Linked DNA regions of Mus musculus: region 2 is linked to region 1. Evidence: chromatin contacts called from public promoter capture Hi-C data. All regions are on one chromosome and are shown on one strand. Each heading gives the region's core, a stretch centred on a gene start, on an enhancer-like site or on the middle of the called end of the contact. The rest is flanking DNA. Distances are from core to core; before and after follow the strand shown. Region 1 holds the start of Igfbp5 (insulin-like growth factor binding protein 5). Region 2 has its middle 39 kb from the start of 6030407O03Rik.

The links. Promoter capture Hi-C pulls out the DNA fragments that hold promoters and counts their contacts.
Region 2: a contact with region 1 is called in a promoter capture Hi-C map of hippocampal neurons, with 8 times the contacts expected there. The contact joins the enhancer-like site here to the promoter of Igfbp5 in region 1. A contact is called at or near these places in 7 of 39 promoter capture datasets (the 3T3-L1 cell line, 3T3-L1-derived adipocytes, the C10 cell line and 3 more), 1 of 484 Hi-C or Micro-C datasets (cortical neurons), 4 of 115 datasets of contacts at active chromatin or transcription factors (astrocytes, embryonic forebrain, forebrain and 1 more) and 1 of 9 other capture datasets (adipose tissue).

What each region holds. Positions count from the first base shown.
Region 1 is chr1:72,873,331-72,877,335 of GRCm38.p6, forward strand. It overlaps Igfbp5 (insulin-like growth factor binding protein 5), which reads right to left and starts at 1,535. Exons shown (of 4, transcript NM_010518.2): 1 at 476-1,535. The coding sequence starts at 809.
Region 2 is chr1:73,901,526-73,905,533 of GRCm38.p6, forward strand. No RefSeq gene overlaps it. Among named protein-coding and RNA genes, the nearest start is that of 6030407O03Rik, 39 kb to the left of the region's middle. Within about 2 kb of position 1,281, at least 44 of the 459 cell types and tissues checked have an H3K27ac peak or open chromatin away from gene starts, as enhancers often do. A contact at or near this core is called in cortical neurons, hippocampal neurons and stem cell-derived neural progenitor cells, where this site is marked.

The sequences.
Region 1 (4,005 bases), core at 285-2,784:
ATTAGCTTTAAAGATGGAACGCATCTTCAGATTCCAATTAAAATGACCTTTTAACAGAAAGGATTTTCTAAAGTTTAGGGAGAAAAGTACGGGGTTGGGGTGGAGAAGGGAGTTGATAATTTAACCTGTTCTTTTTCAGAGAGGATTCTCTTGGGATTTGGACTTTGAGACTCAAAAGGAGCTCAGAGTCAGAATTGCCACGAGTTAGGAGTGGGGGAGGGTCGGGTTGGGGTGGAGATGAAGTGTAAACTGGTAGAGACGGTTAGACAGCCGCCTAGGATAGCTTGCTCTGCCAGGGATTCAAGTGTGAGGTGCAAGGACCCACCCCATCTACTCTCAGGAGCTACTAGGGTCTAAGCCACTTGCTGCGCGCGCAAAGCGCGCGGGTTCCCAATCGGTCCCCGGTCCCCACCCATCCAAGGTGCCTCCCTCCCCAGCTCCTGTGCCGTGCAACTGAAACCCCAGTAGCGCTCACCTATCTTGGTTTGCTCGCCGTAGCTCTTTTCGTTGAGGCAAACCCCGCGGCCGTGCAGCAGGGCGTGCAGCGGCTTCTCCTCATCCTGCCGGGGGAGGCAGCGCAAACCCTGGGCGCAGCGCTCCGTGTAGACGCCACACGACTGTCCCTCCGCCAGGGCGCAAGTCATGCAGCAGCCACAGCCGGGCTCTTTGACCAGCTCACAGCCCAGAGGGCTGGGGGGACACATGGACAGAGCTTTCTCGTCGCAGGGTTCACAGTGCACGAAAGAACCCAGGCCTTGAGCCGGTACGGCATAGGCGGCCAGCAGCAGGAGGACCACGCTGATCACCATTTTCTCGGAGTCTGGCTTTACCTCGGGGCGGGGCAGGAGAGCGAGAGTGTGTGGAGAAAGAGGGAGCCTGGAGATTTTTTTCCTTTTAAATCTCTTGCAGGTAGAGCAGGTGCTCTCCCCCAAACACTTGCAAAATATGAGGCAAGGAGGATTCAGATGCCTGCACGCAAGTCCCAATTGCGAGGATTAAAGACTTGCAACAGGTTGGGGGTGAAAAAAAGAGGCGCGCCAGGTGCACGCAGAGCGAGCGGAGACCGTAGAAACCCCCAGGCGGGATCGGGTCAGAATTGGGGGTGGTGGTGGAGAGAACCACAGAATTGCTCACTCCAAAGCAACAGAAATAATTAGCTTGGAGGCCTTGAAAAGGGAGGAGGTGAAGAAAAAAATGGATTGGGCTTAATTTTCCCCCCTTTGCTTAAAATCTAAAACGCAACCCCACTCCGCTCGGTCTCAGCGGCCAGCTGCGCTGCTGCCGCAGAACAGGTAAGAGGCGTCGGCGGCTGACAACAAGATCGGGAAAATGTTGAAATCGAGGGGGGAAAAAGGGCAAAAACCCAGACCTCACCAAACCTGGACCCCAACACCTGCTCTGTCACCACCTCTTCGAAACCCGCAGGTTCTGCGTGAAGTCCGGAGAAGGGTGCAGACCGAGGGGGGGGGTAACAAAAAGGAACAAAAAGGGGGAAAAAAGCCCAAACAGCTTTGCAGCTCTTTCCTAGCTCTTTTAGAAGTTTCCAAAGAGACTGCGGGCTCTGGTCGAGCAGGCGCTTTTAAATAGACGGCCCCTGGCTGCCAGCCAGTTGTAGCTGCAATTTGAGCTCCCCAACACCCAACCCATGCAAGGATGCCAAGGAGCTTTGCAGCGCAAACTCACACGGGGTGGGGGTGGGGAAGAGAGGCCTTCTAGACACGGGGGCTCCCCTTCGCTCCCTACACAGAGCCCTCCTCCTCACGGAATGTACGGAAAGGGCTTTGGGGGGGGGGCGAAGACAGGCGAGCTACAGAGGAGAGTAGGGAGAAGGTGGAGGGAGGAGTGGATGGCAGTACTCTTCAGAAGCTGGGTGAATACAATGGAGCGAGTCTGTTTTCCGACAACTAGCCCGGACACTGGCTGTTAGGAGTCACATTTTCTTATTAGCCGTGTATACCCTGCCCAAGAAGTCCTTTCCAACTTTAGAAAAAAAAGTGTCTAAGAGACCACTGAAGGTTTGTCTGTCTGTGTGTTTGTGTTTGGAGGACAAGTAGTGTACAGTAGCTGGTGAGGGGCATTGAGATAAATTTAAAGAGAAAAGGAGTGCGGGCGCGTGTGTAGACCCCTCCCCCATTAAAAGGGGCAGAGGGATTATGGCAAGGGCTTGTCATTATTGTTCTGGTGGGGTACTGATTTTAGTTAAAGCCAGTGGTCATTTTCCTTCACCTATATAGATGACCAGGGAATCTCTCTCTCTCTCTCTCTCTCTCTCTCTCTCTCTCTCTCTCTCTCTCTCTCTCTGAGTGTGAGCGTGCTATGTGCACTTTCAAGAAGGGATAACGCCCTCCACCCCACCCCCCTCCCCAGCTTTGTTGGGAGTAGTGACTGAGACCCTGGAGGAAATGCTGTGGGTTGTCAGTTTTATCTGGTGTCCTCATGGACACCTTAAATGTCCTTTTAAATGGAAGGAAGGTAGGATAAAGTGATAACCTTCTTGGGTTGACAATGAGGCATTTCTGTGGGGTAGGCAGATCCTGGAGTGAGCAGGTACCTCGCTGCAGGAGACCTTGTTTAAGGGTTAATATGTACCAAGGTAGCATCCTGGAGCCTGCACGTGAGAAATCCTCACCATGCCACAGGAAGCCCCAGATCGCTAGTCAGCACTAGGGACCATTCTTCCCTTAGGAAAATGAAAGAAAACCTAATTTTTGAAAGAAGGAATATGATGGCTTTAGCTTTTTTTGTTTGTTTTAAAAATTAATTTGACATGATAGGTGGTCTGTAGACTGCCCACCACAGGTAAGAAAAGACATGATCAAGTGATGGTCTCTGGGGAGTTCTTGGGGGCAGGGCTTTTGCCCTTTCTCCAACTCTCTTCTTCCCTTGCTCTGTTCTTTTAGAAAAAGGGGCTGCATTTCATGAATTTTGCCACTAGACTGCACCCTTATCTATGATAAGAATTCTTGCTGGAGGACTGCAATATTGAGAAAATATTTCCCTTGCTGGCTCCATTTGGGAGCATCTCCCCGGGCGCTGTTCACACTCCCAGATTCTGATCCAGATTCTCGGTTCTCTGCCAATAGGCACATTTTAAGACAGGACCAAATCTTAAAGGTGTCCTTTTACACCCATTGCCAGGGCAGTTTTATTGTGTTGGTGGCTAGCAGAGGGAAGAAGAGCTGTGTGCACCAATGTACCCCCACACCCCCCAAAAAGGCAGGAGGGTTGGTTGGTTCCAAGAGCCTGTCTCTGCTGTTGGAGGGCTTGGGAAAGCAGGGAGCAACTTAACATTAGAAACTGGGTTGCATTATTTTAGAAGGGGAAGAGATCAAGTGTTATTTTCTTATTTAAGTTAACTTCAGGAGGGAAGAGTGTTAGAAAGGGGCATGGTGTGGGGATGGGCTCAGCTCACCCTGGTGTAGCATTTGAAACGAGAAATCTAGGGTGGTTCTTCTGTCCGGTTTCTCAAGAGTTGCCCAGTACTCTCAAAATATAGCCTCTAGAAGTAAATTTTGTTCTAGCTGACTTCTTGTGGCTAAGTACAGTGTGTAAGGACCAGTAAGAGAAGGAGAGGGCTCATAGAGAAGAGAGGTGGGCAGGGAGAAGAGAAGTGAGAGAGTGGGAAATTGGTCCTCGAAGGGTGATGGTGGGGTCATGGGGAGAGATCAGTGAATGACTTTCTATATTAAACAACCATGATGAGCTCCACTTCCAAAAGAGCAGAAGGAACCGAGAGACGGGCACTGCTCTTCAGGGTCACAGGGTAGGCTCTTGAGAGCACACACGAAACCTCCTTTGAACCCTGGGATCGTCTGTAGCGATTTTTATCAGTGACTGGAGAGGTGAATTTTATGCTCAACAGTCTATATGTGATGTTCAGTGACAAGCGTGCTGGGTGTTGGGGCATAAGGGCTTCCCATGAGTCCATTCTCTCTGCCCTCTATTCGAAAAGCCCTGGACTCTTCAGAAGATGGGAGGGGGGGGGACTTAATATCAACAGAGTTT
Region 2 (4,008 bases), core at 31-2,530, 1.0 Mb after region 1:
GCATGTGACCTTTGCTGCTCTCATTAGTTGTCTTGGACCCTAAGACTCTCTAGAGGAAATCACGCTTATTGTAGTGAGTCACAAGGCAGTGTCTCTGGGAGCCCTACCCTCTGCTCCTAGATGCTGTGCACAAATGAGCCTGACAGAAGTAGATCTCATCTTCTGGCTTCTTCTGAGTTGAAGTACCAAGATATTGCCACAAGGGGGCACTGTCCCCCTTCCCACGCCACTGCAGCTCTGAAAACTGGTTCCTTTCAGTCTAGGTGAAAGAGTCACTCTGCGTTTCTAAAGGAGGGTAACCTGCTGTGACTAGATAGTAAGCCACCACTGGGTGGTTGGTGGATATCAGCTTGAGCTTGCACAAGCTGCCTCCTTAGCTTCTCCTTCCCTGAGCATCCTGTCGACTCGTGCACTTTTTGAACCCAGAGCATCGACAGACCCTCCGGAGCCTGGTGATGCAGGATGCTGGCTTCTCAGTACCGTCTTGGGTTTTTTTTCCAGCTGCTGCTACCGAGGTCAAGTTTTCTTATGCAGCTCAATCCCAGGCCTGGATTCTCCAAGTGCATCCTGGAGATGGTAACCAGCCCTCCCAACCTCCTCATGGCCCTTCTAGAATTACTTGCCCTGATCTGTGGACCAGCCAAAGCTTCAATCATAGAGGGCCAACTGTAGGCTGGCTGCAGGAGGATGGACAGACAGACCTTGCCTATCCAGGAAGTGAGTTTATATTATAGGCAATGCTGGGCTAGGAAGTACCAGAGATGCCAACCCAGAGACTCATGGTAAAGAGGCCATAAGTAGCCCCCAGTCATTGACTGCCTATCCAGGGCTCCTCACTGGCTCCTGCCACCTCAGTGGACTCCAGCATGAAGGCTGAAGTTGGAATTGGGAATTGAGTGGGGGGGGGGGGTGCGGGGGCGGTGTGAAGCTGGCTCAGCAACTGCCCACTTTTACTTCCTCTTGGAAGAGCCGCAACTTCCTATTTGGCCACTGGAGGGCGCCTTGGGATCATGAAAACGCTATAAAATGTTAACCAACGTGGACTTGAGGGCCTAGACGAGAAAAGGACTTCAGACTGAGCCCTGTCTGATCATTCCAGATGTTCTCCGCATTCTGAAAGCCATCCTTTCTCATTCCAGAAGATCCTTGGAAAGAGACGGTCCTGCGGTTTCCACTCCCCCCCCTCAGCAACTGTAGCTAGCTTGGTCTACTGATGCTTCTTCCAGTGGGCACTAAGGAAGGTTGCCTGGGAGACCCGCATGAACGAGAAACATGGATCCAGACCCAGAGACTAGCGTGGGAGAAGCAGACAGGAAATGAAAAATGGAGGTGCTGGCATGCGGAGACTGGGCTGGGGCCGGGAGGGACGGAAGTGGGAGTTTGCCAGCCATTCTTACAGGTTGCAAGCCTCCATGGAGATTAAAAAAAGAATGAATGAATTGATTAATTAATCAATTCATTCATTCATTAATTTTTAAAAACAGCACCCCATCTCTAGTATCTTCTTACCTGGCCCAGCTACCACCTCCCAGATCCAGTCTAGGATTCTGGGTTAGGAGAGGCAAGGAGGAACTGGAGAAGAGGAAGGGCGGTCAGGTGGCAGTGTCACCACCAAGCACACACAGAACTCTGAGGCCACCTGGAATTACATCGCCCTCACAGTTACAAGGCCCTACCTGCTCTTCATTCCCTTATCTCCGTGGCAACAGAGCTCTGCTGTTCCTAGCCTCAGCAGCCTGGCACTAGGAAACACAGCCTGTCTGTCCCTCCTGGCACCTGCTGATGTCACCGCAATAAGAAAGATCTATTCCAGTGACAGCGACTGTGTCTCAAAGGCATCCCCACCCCTGCCCTCCTTCCCACAGATGCTCAGGGAAACCATTGTGAAAGGAGGCCACCCTCCAAATAGTGTCTGGTTATGCCTCAGTTTCCACTCCAGCCTGGACCCTCATTCCTAACTGCAGTGCCCCACACCCCAAAGTCTCTCTCTCCACCTGCAACCTTAGCACTGCTGCTGCCCCTCCTCTAGGGTGCTCCGTACGCATACATCCACATTCCTGGGTTCTCCTTCCCACACTCTGCCTTTTTAAAATGTTTTGCTTGTCATGCTCAAGACCCTCTACTAGTAACACATACACATACAGACACACACACATACATACACATAAACACACATACATACCACACAGACACACAGACACACACACACACACACACACACACACACACACACACACACACTGGTCTATGGTTTGTAAACACTTCTAACCTTTATGGTCTGAGATTGCTCACCCACAGAAACCTCCTACCAAGACTAGCCAACAGCTAACATGTGCTCCCCCCGCCCCGCTCCAGTATACATAATAAACATGCTGAAGTTCCCAGTTGTTACAGTAGCTGCTCTGGTCATCTCTCATAGCCTGTGCAGCCCATCTGTGCCCAGCTTTTCTGTACACATGTCTGTGTTTCCATCTTCTCCTTCCCACAGTGCCTCCATGAGGTTTCCAGACTTAAGCCATTCCCTGTGCACCAGGAGAGGGTGCCCCACCTGGCAGGCACTGCCCTAGGGCTTAAGGTAAACCACTCTGTGCCCTCAGGGACTTAAGAGTCTAGCGAGGAGAGAGAAAAGGAGGTCAAATAAAGAAATACCGAGCGTAGGTAATAGTTACAGTTTTTCACTTTGTAAATTACTATGATGAGGTGTAAGGTAGGTGTGTGTGTACGATGCATAGCATGTGTGCCCCAGTGTGTTCCCCCATGAGCACATGAGGAAGCCAGAGATGTGTATAAGGTTTCTCCCTTTATGGCTCTCCCCTTAGTCCTTCAATACACAGTGTCTCACTGGAAAAAAACAAAACACTACTTTGGCTAGGCTGTCTGGTTAGTAAGCTCTCAGGACCCTCTCAATGCTGGAGTTACATGCCCACACAGCCATGCCCAGCTTTTTATGCGGGGCCTAGGGATTTGAACTCGGGTCCTCAAGCTTGCCTAGCGAGTGCTCTTTCCCACTGAGCCATCTCCCTAGGCCCCAGTTATGGTTTTACAAGTAAAATCACTCCATTGCAACAGCCACCCTTTATAAGTACTGTACCCTACACTGAAGTATGAAAGCAGAAGCACACAGGAAGGCCTGGCAGCTAGTAGGAATGGAGGCCACACTGGAAACACCACAAGCTGTGCCTTTAACCACTGTCCTGCCTGGCCTTCAGATGAATGTCCAGTTCCAGCACAAAGGCTGCGACCAGGGGGATGCATGGGGCCAGCTGCAACCCTCCGCACTGCTCACCCAGAAGGCTGGACTCCCACTGTGGGACAGGCCACCCCTGCTCTCCCCAGACCTGCCTGACCCACTTGCAAACTCCGTGGTGCCTGTGGTACTGCCGTGTCTAACTGTGTGCCATCCAGGTGTGCCCAATCGGCCACTGTCAGGTTTCTGCCATCTTGGTTTTTGTTGTTGCATTCGACCACACGGTTCTCAAGTATGAACTGTGTAGACGACAATGCTGTATTGTGTCGGAAACAGACCTTTCTGATAGAACCGATGTGGCACAGCAGGAACAAACCACCAATGCTTCTTGATGACAGAATCAGTGCTGGCACATAGTAGGTGCTCACTAAACACGTATTAAATTGGGAGAGTATGTTGACTTACCTCAAAACGGCTCTGAAGTCATCTGTGAATCTCCACAGCACCCGGCTTCCTCTATCCTCCCCCCCATGGACATTACTCACTCCCCTCAAGGATCTATACCCTGTCCTTGCCCTACTTAAGGACTCCCACACAGACTCTGCTCCATATGACCCAAACCAGTCAGGTCAGCTGAGCAGGAAGGATGTTGCTGCTATGTTCATTACTGCAAGTACAAGATGTAGAGAAGGCAGGGCCTGGGAAGATAGGAGGGAGGGAGGGAGGGAGGGAGGGAGGGAGGGAGGGAGGGAGGGAGGGAGGGAGGGAGGCAGAGGCTGAGGGAAGACCCAGAGCCGGGACATCCTGTCCTGATGACCAAG